Linked DNA regions of Mus musculus: regions 2, 3, 4, 5, 6 and 7 are each linked to region 1. The links are chromatin contacts, called in public ChIA-PET and promoter capture Hi-C maps. All regions are on one chromosome and are shown on one strand. The core of a region is the stretch at or near the end of the contact, and the rest is flanking DNA. Distances in the headings are between cores, read along the strand shown.

Region 1 (2,677 bases), core at 83-2,582:
GAAAAAATTATAATGGAGAGAGAGCAGGAGGAGGAGGAGAAGAAAGAAGAAGAAGAAGAAGAAGAAGGAGAAGGAGAAGGAGAAGGAGAAGGAGAAGGAGAAGGAGAAGAAGAAGAAGAAGAAGAAGAAGAAGAAGAAGAAGAAGAAGAAGGAGAGATAGAGAGAGAGAAAGAAAGAGAAAGAGGGAGAGAGAGAGAGAGAGAGAGAGAGAGAGAGAGAGAGAGAGAGAGAGAGAGAAGACCAGCATGGACTGGTATGGAAGGAAGGAAAGAAAGAGAAGCCAGTGAAAGGAGAGGAGGAGAGGGCCAGGAAAGAAAGGAAAGGGGGAAAGAACAACCGGAACGAACTAGCCTGCCTGTGTCAGCTTGGCAAACACTAACCCAGGAATAACGCTTGGTTTTCCCGACTCTGCCCAGAGCTTATACGTGATTGGATTGTCCCTCAGCCTTAGCTTAGGCCTGGGCCGAAGCCCCGGCGCGGCCTCCCCAGACGCGGCCACGGTAGCCAGGAGGCCGCGCGGGCTTCTCCGCGCACGGAAGCCTCCTTTCTGCAGCCGGCCGCTCAGCTCCCCCGCGCCTCGGACGCCCACCTGCAGCCTCACCTTCCGGGAAGACCGCGCGCATCTTCAGGTAGCTGGTGGTGAGTCGGATGATGGACGCTTTGTCCAGCTGCGAGGTGATGGCCGAAGGCAGCGGGAGCAGCTTGGCCAGCTCGTAAAACTCGCCATTTTCCTTCTCCCTCCTGGTTTTGGCCGCATTTTTGGACTTCTCCTTCATCGCGCCTCGGCTCTGGGCATATTAGACCTCGCTGCGCTCCAGGCCCGCGGAGTCCCGCTTGGGCTGCGGCAGCCGGAATGGGGACAGGGACGCCAGGGGTCAGGTGAGTCGGGGTGCCGGGCTCGGGCAGGTGCGGGAGACCGGCCTGGAGCACCCAACGTCTTCTGCAAGGCGCCAGCCCTGAGTCCGTCGCAAACCAGCTGCGCAGCCCCCCTCTCTGTCTGAGGCTGGAGGCTGGACCGTCCCGTGTGGACCTGATCCCAGCTCGCTCTTCCTTCTGGTCTCCAGTATCTCCCGCCTCGACCTTCCTGGGGCTGTGGTTGGCGGGCGAGCAGGCGCCGACCCTGTTTAGTCCTTAAAGGAGGGCTTGTACCCGCTGCCGCGAGGGCCCTCGGAAGGCAAGGGCGGCAGCGGCGGCGGCCGCCGCGGAGCCATGGGGCGGGAGCGGAGCGAGGTGGCAGTGGCCAGTGCCAAGCCTGAGCTCGGTGCGCTTTCCTGCCCTCCCCGGCGGTTCCGGCTTCCTTAGTCCGGTCGTCCGGAGCCCGCGATCGGTGGCGGGGCGCAGTTGCTCCGCGGTCCACGTGTGACCGAGCTGCGTTTGTTTATGGCAGACCCGCCTTCGGGCGGAGACTGGGCTGCGCGGGACCGCGGGAGGGGGGAGGGGAGGGGCCGTGGCGGGGGCGGTGAGCCTCGCCTCCGACCCCCGCCGCGGCCCGTGAGTCGCCGGCGCGCCTCCGCGTCGCCACCTCCAGGGACTGTCCCCACGAGAGACCGGCGCGCTCCCGGGGTAAGGTAAGCCGTGGTGAGTGCACGAGAAGCGTCGCGCCTACCCGCTCCGAGGTTGAGTGTCAGGGCCTGGGATCGAGGATGAGCGGCCGACGCGGTAAAGAAGGAAGGAGGGAGGGCTGCAGTGCTGGTTTCCACGGAGGCTCCGGGCAGGTCACCCGCGGGCGCGGCCCAGAAAAGGCGGCGCTAACAGCTGGCTAAGTGCCCGGCGACGGGGTGGCAATCCTGGTCTCACACTTGCACCTTCCTTGGGTGGCCGATCCGCGAGTCTAAAGGGGTGGCCCGAGGAAAAATTACTCCTTTCCCCTCCACTCATCCACACGCACGCGTGCACGACGCCTTCCAGGAGAGAGAGAGAGAGAGAGGGAGAGAGAGAGAGAGAGAGAGAGAGAGAGAGAGAGAGAGAGAGAGAGAGAGAGAACACGGGGTGGGCCAGAGGGCACGCGGGAGCGCTGAACCCAAGGGGCGCTAGCGGCAACAGGGCAATCGACTTTGGGCCAAAGCTTCAGGTCGACAATAATAGAGCCTTGGTAACCGGGAACGCTGATGCGACCCTCAGAAGTGGAGCAGAGGTAGCTGGCGAAGGGAGATTCAGTCACTGAGTGCAAGCATTCTCCCACTGCGCCACACTAGGTTAAATAATCTTGTGTCTTCCCTGCTGCTGAGGCCCGGATAGATGCCGGCACTACAGTCCCCTCGGGCGCTCAGGCGGTCGCGGTCGCCCGAACCCATCCACACTCCTCTTTGGAGCCTAAATCTTCCGACGCGGGTCAGATGCCATTTCCCAGGCGTCTTGGATCCCAGACAGAGACGCAGAGAGGTCTCAGCGCAGTTCTTTTTGTCGTCGTGGACCCCGTGGCTCGCTTGGTGGCTGTAAAGTTATAGGATGCAGAGAGTCTGACCTTGGAAACCCAGTGCCCGACACGGGATTTCCATATCCTGGCCACTGCTCCATTCCTCTCCCTCCAGTCCTCTTCCAAGCCCGAGAAAAGCTTGCAGGCCGACCAGCTCCTGGTCCTGCAGACTTCCCCACCCGCGCCGGGGGAGCTGGGCCTCCTAACCACTCGCGTGAAGCAGATTCTTCTGTCTTTTCTGGGTCCCCATTTGAAAACCCG
Region 2 (2,677 bases), core at 114-2,613, 240 kb before region 1:
GTGTGGTACATAATCAGCTTTTCTCTAAGGGGGCTGGGCTTTGCCCCTCCCTCCCCCATGCTCTGGTTTATAGAAGAACCCTCCTCTCCCACCGCTGCATGTAATTACCATGCAAAGCCCATGTCCTCAGCTGTTTGCTTTTCAAGGACGGAGGAGCAATCGCGAGCCCAGTGGGCCCATTAGCACCTCCGTTCACTCTGGGCTCTACCCACCAGACCTTCAGGAACTTACTTGTGGGTTAGGCCAAGCTAAGCACGAGAGAGGAGTCCTTCCCCCGGGTTTTGGTTTTGTTTTCAAAGTTATTATAGACGTGGTGCCGCTTTCTGGATTGACTATTGCCTACAACAGTCACATTTAGCTTACCGGACGTTCAGTTCTGGTCAGTTCAGCATCTCCGGGGGGAGGCGACATCCACGGTCTCCACGGGGCTGGAATGGAACTGGAAACAAGCACCAGGAGAGACTGAACTCCTGGCGTTTCTGCCGCCCCGCCCCCCCAAAGGTTACTATGAGGTTGATACCATAGTGTCTGTTTGACAAAGAGTCCCTGCACACACCATGATCCCTTAAGGTCTGTCTGCCGATGGGCCAGTCAGTACTTTACCTGTTCCTGCCTCCTGAAGAATTCTCCGGGCTCTGCTTCCTAGTACACTCTGAGATGGGAAGCCCCAAATCTAACCTATTATTAGGGCGCGTGTGAGTGGAGATTATTTTTTCTCCTAGCAAATCTCTCATTGATACCTCAAATTTTTCTAATACAGATGGTTGGTTTCAAGTACACCACCTCTGCTGCTGGAGACTCCTTAGACTACTATGCCAAAGGCGTTTCTGCATCGCCAAACTGCTCCGCTTCCTACCTACCCAGCTAATCTGATTTCCTTAAACTTCACAGCTTTAAAGATAGCGATGTCCCTGGATGGGCAAACACCGATCCCCAGCGTAGGGCAGGAGACTGTCACTTTGTGATAGACCGCAGGATCCTTTTATAAATTTCTTATGGGGCCCCCAGCCTTCAGTATTTTCCAGCTGGATCAATTTCAGATCCTCAATACACGCAAGTGTTGCCCATTTCCTTGCCAGATATCCGCGGGGTCCCTGCACTTCAGACAGGAGTTTGCAGTAGTCGATCTCAGGTTAAGGAGCTCAGTGTCTGGGTGCACCTCCACCGGGGCCACAGGACACCCTCACCTTTCGGGCCCGCGTGGCAGCGGTAGCCTCCCGGGATCATCCCCCGGACAGTGGCAGAGGCGTCCCCGCGCCTCCCGGACTCCGGCCGCCTCCGGTCTCATGGTGCGGGTGTCGCGCGAATCTCTCAGCCCGACGGCGCCTGGTCCCCCTGGCTGAACGCGCTCACCTACCCGCTCACTCGGCGCCAGGTTTAAAAACTGGGGCGGGGCGGGGAGGGGACTCGGGGAAACTGCGCCCCGTGGGGAGGGGGAGGGCAAGGGACCTCGGGAAGGGACGGAGGAAGCAGAGGGTGGAGACCAGAAAGGCTCAAGGAAGAGAGCAGGGTCGGGACGGCGGGGAGGGGTGTGTGTCCAGAGTGGAGAAAGGACAAAAGAAAACCAGGAGGGTCACTGGCGGAGCGGGAAGCGCAGGGCGGGACAGACGGCCTACAGGGCCTCCGAGATGACGGGTGGCGGCTGCGCGTCCCGGGGAACAATTTTCCCCACTGCTGAGCAACTCCTGGGGCCGCTGCCCTCGGGGCTCTGATCCCTAAAAGCATGAAGCCCCACCCCGCACCCCAGTTCTCCCAGAGTTTCCCTTTCAGCACTGTGAGAGGTGGTGAGTGTGGGGCACAGAGTCCTCGCTACACCGAGGGTCAGGACAGCTCCACGAGTGGGTGACAGCTGGGTTTACGAAGCCAGGCGAGGGTTTAGGCGCAACCTCCGCACCGACGAAAGCCTTAAGATGGGGGAGGGGTGCTTCCTGTTAGGGGTCACCAGTCAGGACCCCGGGTACCCCTTTGCCCAATAACCTGTTCTCCAGTGCCAGGTGACTGCATGTGAACACTGTAGCTTGGTCTGTGTCATTTAAATTAAGTGACTCGGGTTTTAAAAACCGAGAGGGGTGGGGAATAAAATGTTTTCGAATGGTTTATTTAAGATCTGGGGAATATTTAACACCAATTAAGGGCAAATAGGAAAGAGGGAGTATTTACAAATTTTATTTACAGTATTAAAAGCCCTGAATATAAAGCAGGAAGCTGGGAGTGAGCAAACAATGTGAACTCACGAACACAGTTAAGGTGTCAGTGGTTTCTTGTTGTTTTAATAAAAAAACACCTAGATGTGGGTGCCTTTTAAAGAACTTTGATAACGTGTATCTGTGAGCCCAAAGAATGAAAAGGTATCTAGTGACAGCCAAGTGTTCCCAATAGTATGTAAAGGATGGGGGTATGTTATATAGCTGATAAAAACACACTCATGTTGAGCCATCACTCAGGAGGCAGAGGCAAGGGGATCTCTGTGAGTTCAAGGCCAGCCTGGTCTACAGAGTGAGTTCCAGGACAGTCTAAGGATGCACAGAGAAACCCTGTCTCAGAAACTTAAATAAATAAATAAATAAATTTGTGCAGGTCTCTTTTCTCTCCTAGTCCTGTGTCTGAAATCCAGGAACTCTACGGAGTCCTGAACACTATGGAAAATTAGATAAAAGGTTATTTTTAGATCATTTTA
Region 3 (2,677 bases), core at 117-2,616, 210 kb before region 1:
GGGAAAGCTGACTGCCTTCCCCTCAATACAGCCCGCCCTCCCGTCCTCAGTGACATGTACCTTCCTCATGAGCCCAGTCATTTCTTCCTGGACCCTCCTGCTAAATCTGTTGTTGCTACACCATCTGACCACAAGGCTGAGGTTCTGTGAGTGGACTTCTTTTTTCTTTTCCAGACACAGTTTCTTTGTGTAGCCCCAGCTGTCCTGGAACTCACTCTATAGACCAGTCTGGCCTCGAACACAGAGATTAGCTTGCCTCTGCCTCCCAAGCGCTGGAACTAAAGGCATGCGCCACCACTGCAGAGTGAGTGGCCATTTGAGATGAGCAGATCCATGGCCAGTGTACCTGACTGTTGTTAACACATTATGCTGCTTGTTTGCAGTTCGGGAGCAAGGGTCAGGGCAGCAAGCAACTACAAATTGTTTGTTCAGAGTTATTGTGGATGGGAGGCTCTGGGGAAGAAAGCTGCTGTTTTTAATTGCTGGGAGAATTTTGCTTCCCCTGGGACAGGCCCTCTGGGAATCATAACTGATGTTCCCTCCTTCCACTGGGCTCAGGATGCCCACAGTTAAACCGGTAACAGACATGTAGTGGGAATACCTCGGGTTTTTTTTTTTTTTTTTTTTTTTTTTTTTTTTTTTGTGTGTGTGTGTGTTCTTCATATGAATCCATGTAATTTACCCAATAGCACTTTTTGAAGGTTTAGCATGATCTAATAAAACAGCTTCACCTGATTTACCAACTGGGTCGGGTAGAGGCCGTCAGTCTTGTCAGTTCTCTGATTTGTAATGTGTTGATAGTTCGCAAATACTGGCTGTTGATATAAACTTAGGCCCAGTGCCTCACTCATCCCCACCCTCAAGGAATGGAGGCTGAACTTTGACTTGATCAGGCTATCCACCTCCCTCACCCTCTCTGCTCCCTCCCCCCCAATACTTTCCCAGCCCCTCACTACTCTGCCCCTGTCCCTGTATGTCCCTAGCACAGCCCCTCTCACCTCCCCAGTTCACTCTAGTTCTGCAGCCCAGGTCTCTCCATCTCCAGAGCACACCTTCAATCTCCTGGCTCACCTTTCCCCCAGCCCCTCTTGGAAAAGCCAGCCTCCTGAGACCAGACAGTGACCTCTCTTCCAATGCCATCTTCAGTCCTGCCTGCCCTTTCCATTCCTGTAGCCTCTCTTTACCCGAGGCACCCTCTCCATGGTCCTGGCGCCCCCAGATGCTACCCAGCCTGCTGCATCCTTCCACCTCTAGCGCATCCCTCTCCTGCATCCTTCCTTGCCCCGCACACCCGCTCCGCCCTCAGCCCCCCTCCTGCAGCGCACGCGCACTCCACACTCCCGAAGCCTCGCTTCCGGCCGGGGCGGGGCCTGGCGCGAGCCGGGCGCGGGCGCCGGCCATGCTCATCACGCTGTGCTACCTGTACCTGTGGGCGCGCTGGGGGCGCCGGCCGGCCGCGCTGGTGCTGTCCACGGTGCGGCGGCTGCGTGCTTCGCGCTGCTCCTTCACCTTCTGCCGCGCGGCCGCGCAGCCCAGGGACGCGCGCGTGTGCCTGAGCCAGGGCGGCCGCGTCTTCTGCGTCGGCGAGAGCCAGGTGGGCGGCGGGCGGGGTCGCCGCGTGGACGGGGCTCGGCTGCAGCTCGGCTCGCACAGCCCACGCGTGCACGGGAGCCCGGGAAGCCCTGCTGTGACCTGTGGGCCGCGGGCCAGCTGCCCCTCCCTGGTGTCTCCGGTCCTGCAGCTGCAGCAGGCACATCCCGGACATCCCTCGTGGCACCTAGTGTTCCCGTGGGCTAGCTTCTGGTCCTGTCGGAGGGTGATGGCCGCTGCCCCTCACTGGGAAGGGGGCACTCTGGCCGTTTGCACAGGTCGGCTGCAGGCAAGGGACCTGACTTCACAGTGCACTTCCTACCATACACTTCTGGACACACTTGTTTCCGTGAACACCATTCAGTGTTTTGCTTTTCAGCCGTCTCTGCCCTTTCCGCTTCCTTCTGGAAATCTGCCTCACTTTCAGCACTAAACTGAGAGTTTTTTTTCCCCCGTAGATGTCAAACCCTAACACCGATACGAGAATCATAATCTTACTTCAGGGTGAATATTTTTGTCAAGCTGCTTAGTAATGAGGATGGAATCGTGCTTCTAGGGAACTAACAAAGAAAGCACTCTAAGAAACACCGTGTGGGGATTGAGGATGGTTCAGTGGTTAAGGACACTTGTTGCTCTTGCAGAGCATCCATGTCTAGTTAGTTCCAAGTCCCCACATGGTGGCTCCTAACCATCTGTGACTCCAGTTCCAGAGAGTCCAAGGAATGCAGATGGCGCACGTACACACGTGGGGGCGGGACAGCTGTACACATAAAATTAAATGAATCTAAAGAAGAATACAGTGTGAATTACACACCGAGATCTCTCAGGCTTCCCAAGCTTACAGCTGTAGGAATAGACATGACTAGTACCACCTGGCGCAAGGAAGGTGCAGTGCACACAGATCTGCCCCTCTTAGAATATCTGGGCTCAGTTCTCTTAAACCATTTAAGAGACATCACAAAGAATAATCACCAATGGTGGACTTTTCCACTGTGGCAGTCTCTAAGCTGATTATTTAAAACAAAGCCTTTATTTAAAACAAAGTCTTTGAGGTTTATATCAGAGTAGAGAATTTGCCAAAGATAAT
Region 4 (2,677 bases), core at 51-2,550, 200 kb after region 1:
TACCTGCTATTCCCCTCTTCCAGTTCTTTAGAGCAAATGGGCAAAGCACAGAGCACAGGAGCTAGGCTCAGTATTACTATTTTGAGACAAGGTCTCACCTAGCCCAGGCTGGACTCAAACTCACTACTGTTGAGAATCTCAAACTTCAGATCTGTACCGTATGGGTATTGGGGATACATGCCTGGCACCACAGAGCTCTTCCTAGTTTAGTATTCTAAAATACTGAGAACCCACTTGTAACAATGTAGCAAATAGCCGGGCCGTGGTGGCCCACGCCTTTATTCCCAGCACTTGGGAGTCAGAGGGTTCGAGGTCAGCCTGGTCTACAGAGTTCTAGGACAGCCAGGGCTACACAGAGAAACCCTGTCTTGAAACAACAAACAAAACAAACAAAAACAATGTAGCAAATGTTAAGAAAGCTAATCTTCTCAGCATTCCTTGCTTTCCCCAGGCCTCAGAACTTAGTACACTGGACTAGGTGGCAACCCGACTTGAGTTGCTGCCTTCAGTTTTAAACAAAGGAATGAAAACGTGAGCTCCGCGTAGAACCTCCCCGTATCCTCCCGCCTGTCCATTTACCCTGACGGCGGTGTCCACCCCCGCGGATGCCAGCCTGTGGATCTTCCAGGTTGCCCCATGCTGGAAGTCCAGGCTGTACACTGGCTCCTTGTTGTGCCAGGCGATTTCACACGTGATCACTTTCATCCTCCAGAGTTTCCGCCAGGCAAAGGGAGGCTGGAAACGTTAGCAAAGAGTTAAACAGCGACCCTGGAACATGAAGGGCGAGCCGGGGAAAGAGCACAGAAGCCATTAGCGACGCCGACGGCTCAGACACCTGCAATCTTCAGCTAAAATGCTCCCGCAGGTAGAGAGACTTCCACCAGTGTACGGTTCCGGAAGAGAAAGAAACCAAACACCCCAGACGGAGGCGAGGACGGGCAGCACAGAGCATCGTGTTGAGGTGGGGTCCCAGAGACCGGTACCGGAGTACTGGCTATCATCCCGGGGAGCAGCAAGGGAGGGAGTTCACGGGGAGGGGCGCGGGTCCGGGCGGCCCAACCCGGCCTGGCGGAAGGCGCGCGAGTCCCGGTCCCGGTGGGGACTGTGGTCTGGGACGAACTGCCTTCTGCCTGCGCCCGCGCTGAGATCAGAACTCACGGCCCCGGTGAGGAGCTGCAGCCCAACCCAGGTCAGAAGCGCGGAAGCCGGGTATCAGCAAACCTACCTGCAGTAACTCGGTCCACCCGGGGCCGCCACAGCCCGCAGCTTCCCGCGCGCCGCAGGCCACGCCTCCGGTCACGCCTCCTCGGGGCGGAGTTCCGGGGCGTCCCGCCTCCGCGTGGGCGGGGCTGTCACAAGACAAAGTCTCTGAATGGGAGGGTCCAGGGCATCCCTCCTCCCAGTGGCCAGCAATCTCCCGGCACCTTGGCTTCCGGTGGGCGGAGCTCTGGGCTCTTTTCTTTCTCGTGGGCGGGGCTGTCGCGGCTCGTGGCTCCTGTTGGGCGGGACTGGGAATCCCATTCCCGCGCCTCGGAGGAGTCCAGGCTCGTCCAGCTTTGACGTGCTAACCCGAGATGCAAGACGTCCTACCTACCACGCGTCAGTGTCACATGCTCATCGGACAGATCTTCCCGCCTGGAATTTACGGTCTAGAAAGAAAAGCGGGACTAGAGACGCAGGCAGCTGATTGCACGCTTAGCCAACAGCAGCGGTTCTGTCACCAGCCCCTGCCGGTGATCTCAGCACTCCAGAGGACCCTAAGAGGAAGGTTATCCTCAGCTACAGAGAGTTCCAGGCCAGCCTGAACTAAAGACTAAACAAAAAATATATAACATTTCTTATAGGGCAGATGGGAAACTTTGGGACTCATCTAATATAACCAAATAAGAGTGTCCCAGGCAGTGGATATTTGAGAGCTGTCCTGCCCCACCAAATATCTCAAAATGGCTCTGGAGTTTCAAAATGTCAATAAAACAGCAATGCCTTCGCCCTCTCTTAGCGATGTGACAGACGCCTAGAATGGTTGTTATGATGGTAATCCCAACACTCTGAAGGTGGAAATGGGAAGATGATCAGGAGTTCAAGGTCAACCTTAACTACACAGCAAGATTGAGGCCAGCCTCATGAATGTGTAGGAACTTCCATTCCAATTATGTAATGGTTAATTTATCCACCATGACCTTCTCAATAATGTCACATATTTTTTAAAGATTCTTGTCTCCTATGGTTTTGACTTCTTACAGGCCAGCATATGAAAGTTAAGGTTTTTTTTGTTTTTGTTTTTGTTTTTGTTTTTTTTTTTTTCCAAGACAGGGTTTCTCTGTACAGCCCTGGCTGTCCTGAAACTCATTCTGTAGACCAGGCTGGCCTCGAACTCAGAAATTCACCTGTCTCTGCCTCTCAAGTGTTGAGATTAAAGCCATACACCACCACTGCCCGGCGAAAGTTGGGTTTTTATAAAGAAATGATCTCAAGAGCTGGAGAGGACTCAGCATGTAAGAGCACTGGCTGCTTTGGTCAAGGCCCTGGGTTCAGTTTCCAGAACCCACATGGTGGATCATGACACAGTTCCAGTTAACCCAACACCCTTTTCTGACCTCCAAAAGCACCAGGCACACATATGGTGCACATGCATACATACTGTGATGGCTTGTATATGGTTTGCCCAAGGAGTGGC
Region 5 (2,677 bases), core at 114-2,613, 170 kb after region 1:
AAGTTTGAAATCGGCCAGGCCCTGTACCTGGGCTTCATCTCCTCATCCCTGTCTCTCATCGGGGGCACCCTGCTCTGCTTATCCTGCCAGGACGAGGCCCCCTACAGACCCTACCCGCCCCAGTCCAGGGCCGGAGCTACCACCACGGCTACCGCCCCTGCCTACCGCCCACCAGCGGCCTACAAGGACAACCGTGCCCCCTCGGTGACCTCAGCCGCGCACAGTGGGTACAGGCTGAATGACTACGTGTGAGTTCCTTCCCCGGGCTTCTGCCAGGGATGCTGGGCCCCAAAGGACCAATGATGGATGTGGGAAGGATGCAGAGAGCAAGCCCGGAACACAGGGAAGGAGGTGCTCTTCAAAGCAAAGACTTCTAAAAAGTGCTGGTTTTTTATTTATTATATGTATTTATGCGGGTGGCTTAATAAGAGCTCAATAAAGAGTGTCTTGGAAGCGTGGCCCATCCATCGGGTTGGTTTGTCTCACGGGAACAAGCCGCGTGGAGGTGGTCTGTGAGGCGGGCAGCAGTAGCTCCTGCTGCATCTTCAAGGTGTGGAAAGCCTCATCTGAGTCCTGGGGATTTGGAGTATCCTGGTTATGCAGCCAAACTAAGGACCAGGAGCCCTGACCTTGACACTGAATCACTAGCATCCACTAGTGCATGATGGGAAAATCTAGAAAGCTGACTGCTGTGCCCCCAGGAAGTCACAGAGGCCCCTGTAAATCTAGAAGCAAGCCTCAAAGGACACCACACAGCAGAAAGTTAAGCGAGTGTTGCTGTCTACCTGAAAACGGTTCCCACTGTGTAGTGTGTGTGTGTGTGTGTGTGTGTGTGTGTGTGTGTGTGTGTGTGCGCGCGCGTGCGCGCGCCCGCACTTGTGTGTGAGAGAAAGGGGAAGGGGGGCAGCGTAGAGAGTGAAGGACAGTTCCCCAGAGTCTTACTCTACTGCCACCTTGTGGCAGAACCTGGGATCACACCATTCAGGTCATAGGCTTGCCCAAAGCCTCTCTTATCAGATAAGAGTCTTGCTGGCTCAACAGTTCTTCCTTTAATAAGTTACAAAGAGAAGCGGAAGAGGTTCTGGTACCTCTGCTTTCTGTGCGTTGGCACGAAGTTCAGTCAGGAGTGCTTGGCCCCCAGGGCTTAGCTGTAAATGTTACCCTCTTTTTCTAAGTCCTAGCTGCCGTGACAACAGGTTCTAGGGAGCTCCTTTACCTAGAAAAAGAAAATCCTAGAAAGTTGTGAGGACCCCAGTGTCCTTCCTGGTTCCAACCACATGACCAGAAAGCTGTCTGCTGTCTCCCTGAACCTCCCTCCCACACCCTACCCCAGGGAATCTAGAGCTGTGCTCACATCCTTTCTCTGCCCTGGCCTCTGCCAAAGGCTTTGAGTGGGGAGGACACACCCACTCAAGGGCTGAGCGTGAGAGTCCCCAGCACGAGAGTTGCAGTGGGGCAGGGTGAGGCTCAGTGGCTCAGCCTGGGGAGACCCTGGCCCATGATCACAAAGGGTAAAACTGAATATCCAAACGGAATGTGGAGAAAGGGTCACAGCCCAAGCCCTAGACCTACACAGGCGTCAATGATGTCATAACCCTGTATTAGTTATGATCCTAATTACAGCCACCTGTCAGTGACTGGGGCAAAGTTCAATCGGTGAGTGCTTACCCAGCGCTGGGTTAGAGCCCCAGCCCCACATAAAGCCAGGCGTGGAGAGGCACACCTGTTAGCGAAGAAATTGGGAAGTGGAGATCAGAAGGTCGGAAGTTCAAAGCCATCCTTGGCTACACAGCCAGTTCAAGGCCAGTCTGTGCTAACCAACACACCTCACCTGTTAAGATGCGACTCAAGGGAAGGAGGGCCTATTTTGGCTACAGTCTGAGGGCTCAGTCCAGCGCAGCATCAGGACTGTGAGCATGGACATGTCGAATCCAGTCAGGAAGCAGTAAAAGATGGACCCGGGTTCTCAGCCAGCTTTCTCCCTGCCGTCAGCCCTGCACCCTAGCCCACAGAACCGTGCTACCCACAGTTTGTGCGGCTCTTCCATCCTTCCTCAGTTTACCAACCTCAAATCATCCTCACAGATGTGCCCGGTAATTAATCTGCTAGACGATTCTAGAGCCGTGGTTCTGTTTTTCTTTTCTTTTTTAAAATTTATTTATTTATTTTATGTATATGAGTGAGTACACTGTAGCTGTCTTCAGACGCACCAGAAGAAGGCCTCAGATCCCATTACAGATGGTTGTGAGCCACCATGTGGTTGCTGGGATTTGAACTCAGGACCTCTGGAAGAGCAGTCAGTGCTCTTAACTGCTGAGTCATCTCTCCAGCCCGAGCCTTGGTTCTTAACCGTCCCAATGCTACGACCCTTTAATACAGTTCCTCATGCTGTGGCGACCCCAACCATAAATTATTTTGTTGCTACTTCATAGCTGTGATTTTGCTTCTATTATGAATTGTAATGTAAATATTTGATATGCTGGATATCTGATATCTGGCCCACCAAGGCATCTTGACCCAAGGGTGAGAACCATTGTTCTAGAGTAGTTGACAAAGTTCACTGTCACAGCCTCTAGTGTCATGCTTTGCCCTGACATCACAGGGCTCTCGGGACTCTTAGGAAGCTTGGGGTGGGGGACTTGATCTGAGGAATCTCTCTGTTTCCTTCAGCCAGTCC
Region 6 (2,677 bases), core at 122-2,621, 150 kb before region 1:
GTCTCATTCCACTCTCAAAAGAAGCAAGAAGTTTGGGGCGATGCACCCCAATTCTGTCTTTGTTTTTCAGAGACAGGTTCTTGCCACATAGCTCTGGCCAGACTGCAACTTACTTTGTTGACTGGAGATCGGATCAAAGGTGTGCTGTGCGGCACCACCGTGTTGGGGTGATTTACCCACATGGGAGGGTCAAAGCAGACTTCTCCAGGTTCGCTTTGTCCCTTGGTGAGAGTCTTCCCGGTTGTGTGGGGGTTGGTGACTGAGCTCCTGAGCCGAGGCAGCACCTCGGGAACCGGGTCTGGGAAACCGAGTCCTCCCTGTAAGGGAAGAGTCTGCAGGTATCAGACATGGCCCGTGTGGCTGGGACAGCAGCAGCTGGCTTGGGGACTGTCAGGGGAGGAGTCGCACAGGTGTTTGCAGATGTTTCTCACACATTGCCGAACCTTGCTCGGCTTGGGGTCAGATTTCACCTGGAGAGTGCTGTGAGCAGAATCCCAGTGGAGTTCTGACCCAGGCAGAAGATATCCTTAGTGCTATCCTTTGACAGCCCTGTGCGGTGTGGTGGATACCGGGCTGTGTGTGATTACCAGTGGCTATGCAGTGTTTAAAGTACTAATAATAGGAGAAACTGGGCGGTTTCCTCCCATAGAACGCACAGTTGGTTTATTAGCCTCCAATTTACATGGAATCCACCACAGGCCGGCAAAATGGAACTCCTCAGACTCAGCTTCTAAAGCTGCCCTTGGTGGCAGGCTCTGCTGTGGTCAGGTAGTCCCTGGTTGGACACTCGTGTGTCCTTCTCTGGGTCTTGCTTCTTTCCCAGTCAGTGATTGGTTAGGAGCTGTCAAAGGGACTGTGCTGTGTAGCAGGATATAGTGAGGTTTTCTTGCCACCGGGAGCCCCTTTGCTGGCCTGCTGTCTGGAGGGACCATGCTACAGGAGTGCTCTGTCTTAGTCACTGCCTTCCGTTGCTGTGAAAATTCCCGTCACTTTTCCCAGAGTTTGGATGCTCCAGATTCCAGGAAGGGAGAAAGTGAAATTTTTTTGTGTGTTGTTTGTTTTGGTTGTGTGTTTTCAAGACAGGGTTTCTCTTTGCAGCCCTGGCTGTCATGGAACTCACTCTGTAGTCTGGCCTCGATCTCACAGATAGATCTGCCTGCCTCAGCCTCCAGAGTGCTGGGATTAAAGGTGTGCACCACCACTGCTGGGTGAGAAAGTTAAAAATCCCAACCTGTGTCCAAGAGGGTCTTCTCTCTCATATTAGCTCAGAGGCTACATCTTCCTGAAGCTCAGCCACCAAGAGCCTGTGCACGTCCTTCCAGGACGCCCTAGCCTGTGCCTAGCCTGTGCTCATGTCCCCTAGCCTGTGCCTAGCCTGTGCTCACGTCCCCTAGCCTGTGCCTAGCCTGTGCTCACGTCCCCTAGCCTGTGCTCACGCCTGTGCTCACGTTTTTGCTTGTCTGCCTTTTCACTTCCTCAGGATTTCCTAAGGAATGACTTAGGAGCTTCAGTACATCCTGCAAGGTTGGGTGGGAAGGGATACGACTGGGAAGGAAGGAAGGAAGGAAGGAAGGAAGGAAGGAAGGAAGGAAGGAAGGAAGGAGCATGGTGATATTCAAGTAGTCAAAGAGTCGCTTTCCTGGGAAAACAGAACTCTTCACACTGGCACAGCCAGCGAGCTGGACAGCACACTTCATGCTCGCTCGGCTGCCTGGATTAGGGCTTCCTGCAGGGCTGGGTCATCTCATACAGGTGTCACTGTGACATTGCTGTGTAGGTGCTCTGTACATTTTTATTGGGGCTGGGGTCATAGGTCAGCGAGATGGACTTAAAGCTTAAACATTTTACATTTTTTTTAATTGAGTAGATTTTAAAAAGAGGAGGAAGAATTGGGTTTTTTCCCATACATTCCACGAAGGTAGACATACATTTGCTCCTGTTCCCTGAGGTATTTAAGAACCAGACACCCATAAAAAGGGCTTGCGTGCCTTGTCTTTGATGACTCATTTTCTGATTTGCCCGCTTCTGGTTGCCTAGCAACTGCCGATGTTGTGACCGAAGCAGGACTAATCTATTTATCATGAGCCAAATGTGTCTCTGAGATAAAAAGCCTTATAGATTGGGAAGTGAAACTTCAGAACACAATCGCAGACGGTAATAATACTTTTAATCCAACGTTGATTTGTCAGATGGACAGCGGGTTTTGGGAGGGGAGGTGGCTCTAGAGGGACAGTTAGCATCAGGTCCCCATCTTAGCGGCACTCAAGTTACTGTGTTTACCAGACTGCCGCTCTGAGTGCTCACACTAAGTGCAAGCAAAAGCCCCCACGGTGTGCTTTTGAACACTAATATTGGGGTCTTGTTTCTGCGTGACTTTAAGATTATGGCCATTTGATTTTTTTTAATTAATTTTATTTAGGTATGATTTGTACTCAAGATAATACACCTGCTCTGGTGTGCAGTTTGATGAAAGGTTGTGTTTCCCTGTTCTGGGCTCTGTGGGTCCTCCTGAGCTCTCATCTCAGAGCCCAGCCTCACATCACCCCCCCTACACACACACACACACACACACACACACATACACACACACACACTTCTGCCCTCTACCACTATGGACGTCAGCCTGGCCTCTCTGAACTGTTGCCTAAATGGGATCCTGTTGTACATGTTTAGCTTA
Region 7 (2,677 bases), core at 98-2,597, 130 kb before region 1:
TTGTGTTTGTAAAGGCCGTTTTCCGAAGAGAGATGCATGTTTACTTCTATACATGTGTGGTATGCGATCTCTCTCTCTTCCTCCCTCCCTCTCTCTCTCTCATGTGTGTTCAACCTCCCGTCCTTCCTTGAAGAAAACTGTAAGTTCCATGAAAAGCACAAAGTCGAGCTGAGGTGTTGCTCTCGGTGACTTCCTCAGGTCTTAGGTGCCCCCAAGTACTCAAATTTAAAACAAAAACCTCAGTCTGTATTCTCACCCTCTGAAAACCCAGGGGTCTAATTTCTCGTTATTTATGCCCCTAGTGAAAATATTTTAAAAATCTAAATTTGTATGCACATAAAGTTTTCATTTCTCACACCTCATACCACGCAGCCTCCTGTCACGGCCTTTACAAGTGTGTGCAGAATATGAGGCTCCCCGCCGGGCACCTGGCTGCTCTCAGGGTCACCATAAAGTATTCTACCCCGTGTTAAAAAAAAGAAAAGATACAATTAGCAGTGTTCTCATTATTGAAAATATTCCCATTAATGTATATTCTGATGTAATTTTATCCCATAATCCCCCAGAAGAGCCTCTGGGGGAAGTGGGTGTGGCCCCGAGCAAGGGTTGGTGCCAAGCTGCCCTCCTCCCGCATGCTTTCCCCCGGCCTTTCTGCCCTTGAGCTTCAAACTGTCACGCAGACCCAGGAGGCCAGGTGCGCTCTGACCTAGCCTTGACTTCTCCCAACAGCTGGGTTGAAGGACCAGGAGATGGCCCTTGAGGTAACTTCCCTCCTGTGACATATGTTAAAGCCAGTTCCTCTGCGTCTCCTGACCCTTGTGAAGGGGATTCCTCGGCCTCAGAAAATCTTCCCGCCTCTGACATGAGTGAAGGCAGTGTCTGAGGACAGAAGGGCAGACAGAAGCCAACCCTTCCTGTTCACGTTGTTTCTAAATTAACAGTGGAAGCACCATGCATTAGGTGTGAGAAAGGAGATCAATAGATGGCCCAGTGGGTAACGCAGCACTTGCTGTGTGAGTTGGGGGCAAGCCCCTGTGTGAAAACCAGATGACCTGGGGAGGCAGAGACAGGAGGATCCCTGGGGCTTGCTGGGCGGCCTGGCTAGCCAAATCCATGAGCCCCAGGTGAAAATACAAACGGAACACAACACAGCAGAGAGCCATTGAGGAAGACACTGGACATCCACATGGCCTGTTCATGTTATGCATTCTCACACTGGTGAACACACACACACACACACACACACACACACACACACACAGAGTGAGAGTGCACAGGAGTGAAGACTTGTAACTTAGTAATGGCAGCCAGGAGGTGACAGGACCCACCTGGCCTGTTGGGTGAGTTCTTTCTGCGTCCAGATGTGGCCCTGACTGCCTCTCCACAACTTTCTGTGGTAGCAAGAAAGTAAGCTTGGTTGAGGGCGGTGATCCTTCTGCAGGGAGCTCCTTACCAGGGCAGCAGGCCCTGCTCCTACCAGTAGTGCTGGAGCCAGAAGCCAAAGCAGCCCGGCCTCCTGCTGACAGTCCTTCAGTATCAATTTCTGACGGCCCCTAAGTAAAAACACACATGCTCTGGTGTGGAGTTAATTTTAAAGTCGTGATAAAACAACTTTTCGGATTCTTTGCAGTCCGGGGGCACTGTAACTAGGGCCCCAGGGTGCTGTTTCAGATGCAGTTTTCTCCGGTTCCTTTGCCTGCTCTGTCCCCCAGAGAGTCTGAAGCAGCAACAGCTTAGGTCTTTCTGTTCAGCATTCCGAGGGCGAGGAGGCTTGTGTGGGACTCTCAGGTGGGTCCAAAAGTCTGAGGGTCGGGTTTGAACACACTTGCTATACACACAACATTAGACATGCTCGTGCAATTAAGCTGGAGGATTGCTGGAGCGGCGGTATGGGGGCTGAGAGGGGCTTCTTACACTGCGAAGCTCCGCAGACCAAGTCTTGTGAGGAAGGGAACTGTGAGAGGTAACTGATGGAACGGCTCCTCTCCCGCGTCATCTGCATCACCCGGTCAGTGTCTCATGGGACTTCCCGAAATTCAAAATGCAAAATGCAGGGTGTAGGGGTCATCTGAGGACTGAAGTTGGGTTTGAAGTTGGGTTTGTTAAAAATCTCCTTTTTAACATTGTTGTTATTGTGTGGGTAGGGTGGGGGTTCATGCCACGCTACGTGTGTGAAGGTGAGAGGGTTTTGTAAACTGGGTCTCTCCTTCTAGCTTTATGTGGCTTCCAGTGATTCAAACTCAGGTGACCACATTTTACCCATGGAGCTATCTCGCTGGCCCAGAAATCTTTCTGTCATGGCACGGCTGAGAGAAGATTCACCTAAAATAAATCATCTTTCTTTTTTAATGAGTTAACCCATTAAAGAAGAAAGAAAGGAAGAAAGGAAGGAAGAAGGAAGGAAGGCTGGCTGGCTGGAGAGATGGCTCAGATATTGAGAGCACTGGCTGCTCTTCCAGAGGTCCTGAATTCAATTCCCAACAACTCCCTGATGGCTCACAACCATCTGTAATGGGAGCCAATGCTTTCTTCTGGGGTGTGTGTGTGTGTGTGTGTGTGTGTGAAGACAGCTACAGTGTACTCACATACATAAAATAAGCATATCTTCTAGAAAAGAGAGAGAGAAAGAAAGCAAGCAGTTATAATTGTTCTCCCTGAGCTCACATCCTGACTACAG

The links. Promoter capture Hi-C pulls out the DNA fragments that hold promoters and counts their contacts. ChIA-PET counts read pairs in DNA pulled down with a chosen protein or histone mark. Capture Hi-C pulls out chosen DNA fragments and counts their contacts.
Region 2: a promoter capture Hi-C map of embryonic stem cells shows a contact between it and region 1, with 14 read pairs. The contact joins the promoter of Ripply3 here to the promoter of Sim2 in region 1. A contact is called at or near these places in 18 of 39 promoter capture datasets (the 3T3-L1 cell line, cranial neural crest, embryonic stem cells and 7 more), 1 of 15 datasets of contacts at CTCF or cohesin (embryonic stem cells), 28 of 484 Hi-C or Micro-C datasets (Th1 cells, differentiating embryonic stem cells, embryonic stem cells and 2 more), 18 of 115 datasets of contacts at active chromatin or transcription factors (embryonic stem cells, epiblast stem cells, large pre-B cells and 3 more) and 2 of 9 other capture datasets (adipose tissue and liver).
Region 3: a contact with region 1 is called in a promoter capture Hi-C map of adipose tissue. The contact joins the promoter of Hlcs here to the promoter of Sim2 in region 1. A contact is called at or near these places in 1 of 39 promoter capture datasets (embryonic stem cells), 4 of 115 datasets of contacts at active chromatin or transcription factors (embryonic forebrain, embryonic midbrain, embryonic stem cells and 1 more) and 2 of 9 other capture datasets (adipose tissue and liver).
Region 4: an RNA polymerase II ChIA-PET map of memory CD8 T cells shows a contact between it and region 1, with 9 read pairs. The contact joins the promoter of Chaf1b here to the promoter of Sim2 in region 1. A contact is called at or near these places in 3 of 39 promoter capture datasets (cranial neural crest, liver and stem cell-derived epiblast-like cells), 3 of 115 datasets of contacts at active chromatin or transcription factors (craniofacial prominence, embryonic stem cells and memory CD8 T cells) and 2 of 9 other capture datasets (adipose tissue and liver).
Region 5: a contact with region 1 is called in a promoter capture Hi-C map of embryonic stem cells, with 32 read pairs. The contact joins the enhancer-like site here to the promoter of Sim2 in region 1. A contact is called at or near these places in 1 of 39 promoter capture datasets (embryonic stem cells), 10 of 484 Hi-C or Micro-C datasets (B cells, Th2 cells, embryonic stem cells and 1 more) and 12 of 115 datasets of contacts at active chromatin or transcription factors (craniofacial prominence, embryonic hindbrain, embryonic midbrain and 4 more).
Region 6: an RNA polymerase II ChIA-PET map of memory CD8 T cells shows a contact between it and region 1, with 32 read pairs. The contact joins the enhancer-like site here to the promoter of Sim2 in region 1. A contact is called at or near these places in 6 of 39 promoter capture datasets (the 3T3-L1 cell line, cranial neural crest, embryonic stem cells and 3 more), 16 of 484 Hi-C or Micro-C datasets (CD8 T cells, cortical neurons, embryonic stem cells and 5 more), 24 of 115 datasets of contacts at active chromatin or transcription factors (CD8 T cells, the HPC-7 cell line, acute myeloid leukemia and 14 more) and 3 of 9 other capture datasets (adipose tissue, liver and pancreatic islet).
Region 7: a promoter capture Hi-C map of cranial neural crest shows a contact between it and region 1. The contact joins the enhancer-like site here to the promoter of Sim2 in region 1. A contact is called at or near these places in 4 of 39 promoter capture datasets (cranial neural crest, embryonic stem cells, maxillary cranial neural crest and 1 more), 2 of 484 Hi-C or Micro-C datasets (embryonic fibroblasts and nephron progenitors), 8 of 115 datasets of contacts at active chromatin or transcription factors (the HPC-7 cell line, bone marrow-derived macrophages, craniofacial prominence and 4 more) and 3 of 9 other capture datasets (adipose tissue, liver and pancreatic islet).

What each region holds. Positions count from the first base shown.
Region 1 is chr16:94,083,915-94,086,591 of GRCm38.p6, reverse strand. Sim2 (single-minded family bHLH transcription factor 2) reads right to left here and starts at 1,332. Exons shown (of 11, transcript NM_011377.2): 1 at 602-1,332. The coding sequence starts at 776. Gm31175 (a long non-coding RNA gene) reads left to right here and starts at 1,448. Exons shown (of 6, transcript XR_876272.2): 1 at 1,448-1,568.
Region 2 is chr16:94,327,108-94,329,784 of GRCm38.p6, reverse strand. Ripply3 (ripply transcriptional repressor 3) reads right to left here and starts at 1,363. Exons shown (of 4, transcript NM_133229.2): 1 at 1,188-1,363; 2 at 364-439. The coding sequence starts at 1,288.
Region 3 is chr16:94,288,980-94,291,656 of GRCm38.p6, reverse strand. Hlcs (holocarboxylase synthetase (biotin- [propriony-Coenzyme A-carboxylase (ATP-hydrolysing)] ligase)) reads left to right here and starts at 1,366. Exons shown (of 11, transcript NM_001360045.1): 1 at 1,366-1,594. The coding sequence starts at 1,400.
Region 4 is chr16:93,882,524-93,885,200 of GRCm38.p6, reverse strand. It overlaps Chaf1b (chromatin assembly factor 1, subunit B (p60)), which reads right to left and starts at 1,300. Exons shown (of 14, transcript NM_028083.4): 1 at 1,226-1,300; 2 at 580-735. The coding sequence starts at 705.
Region 5 is chr16:93,916,812-93,919,488 of GRCm38.p6, reverse strand. It overlaps Cldn14 (claudin 14), which reads left to right. Exons shown (of 2, transcript NM_001165925.1): 2 at 1-458. The coding sequence ends at 252. Among named protein-coding and RNA genes, the nearest start is that of Gm31012, 11 kb to the left of the region's middle. Within about 2 kb of position 1,363, at least 87 of the 459 cell types and tissues checked have an H3K27ac peak or open chromatin away from gene starts, as enhancers often do. A contact at or near this core is called in Th2 cells, embryonic stem cells and memory CD8 T cells, where this site is marked.
Region 6 is chr16:94,236,340-94,239,016 of GRCm38.p6, reverse strand. The region is part of intron 5 of Hlcs (holocarboxylase synthetase (biotin- [propriony-Coenzyme A-carboxylase (ATP-hydrolysing)] ligase)); the gene reads left to right. Among named protein-coding and RNA genes, the nearest start is that of Hlcs, 53 kb to the left of the region's middle. Within about 2 kb of position 1,371, at least 51 of the 459 cell types and tissues checked have an H3K27ac peak or open chromatin away from gene starts, as enhancers often do. A contact at or near this core is called in cortical neurons, group 2 innate lymphoid cells, memory CD8 T cells and 2 more, where this site is marked.
Region 7 is chr16:94,215,306-94,217,982 of GRCm38.p6, reverse strand. The region is part of intron 6 of Hlcs (holocarboxylase synthetase (biotin- [propriony-Coenzyme A-carboxylase (ATP-hydrolysing)] ligase)); the gene reads left to right. Among named protein-coding and RNA genes, the nearest start is that of Hlcs, 74 kb to the left of the region's middle. Within about 2 kb of position 1,347, at least 9 of the 459 cell types and tissues checked have an H3K27ac peak or open chromatin away from gene starts, as enhancers often do.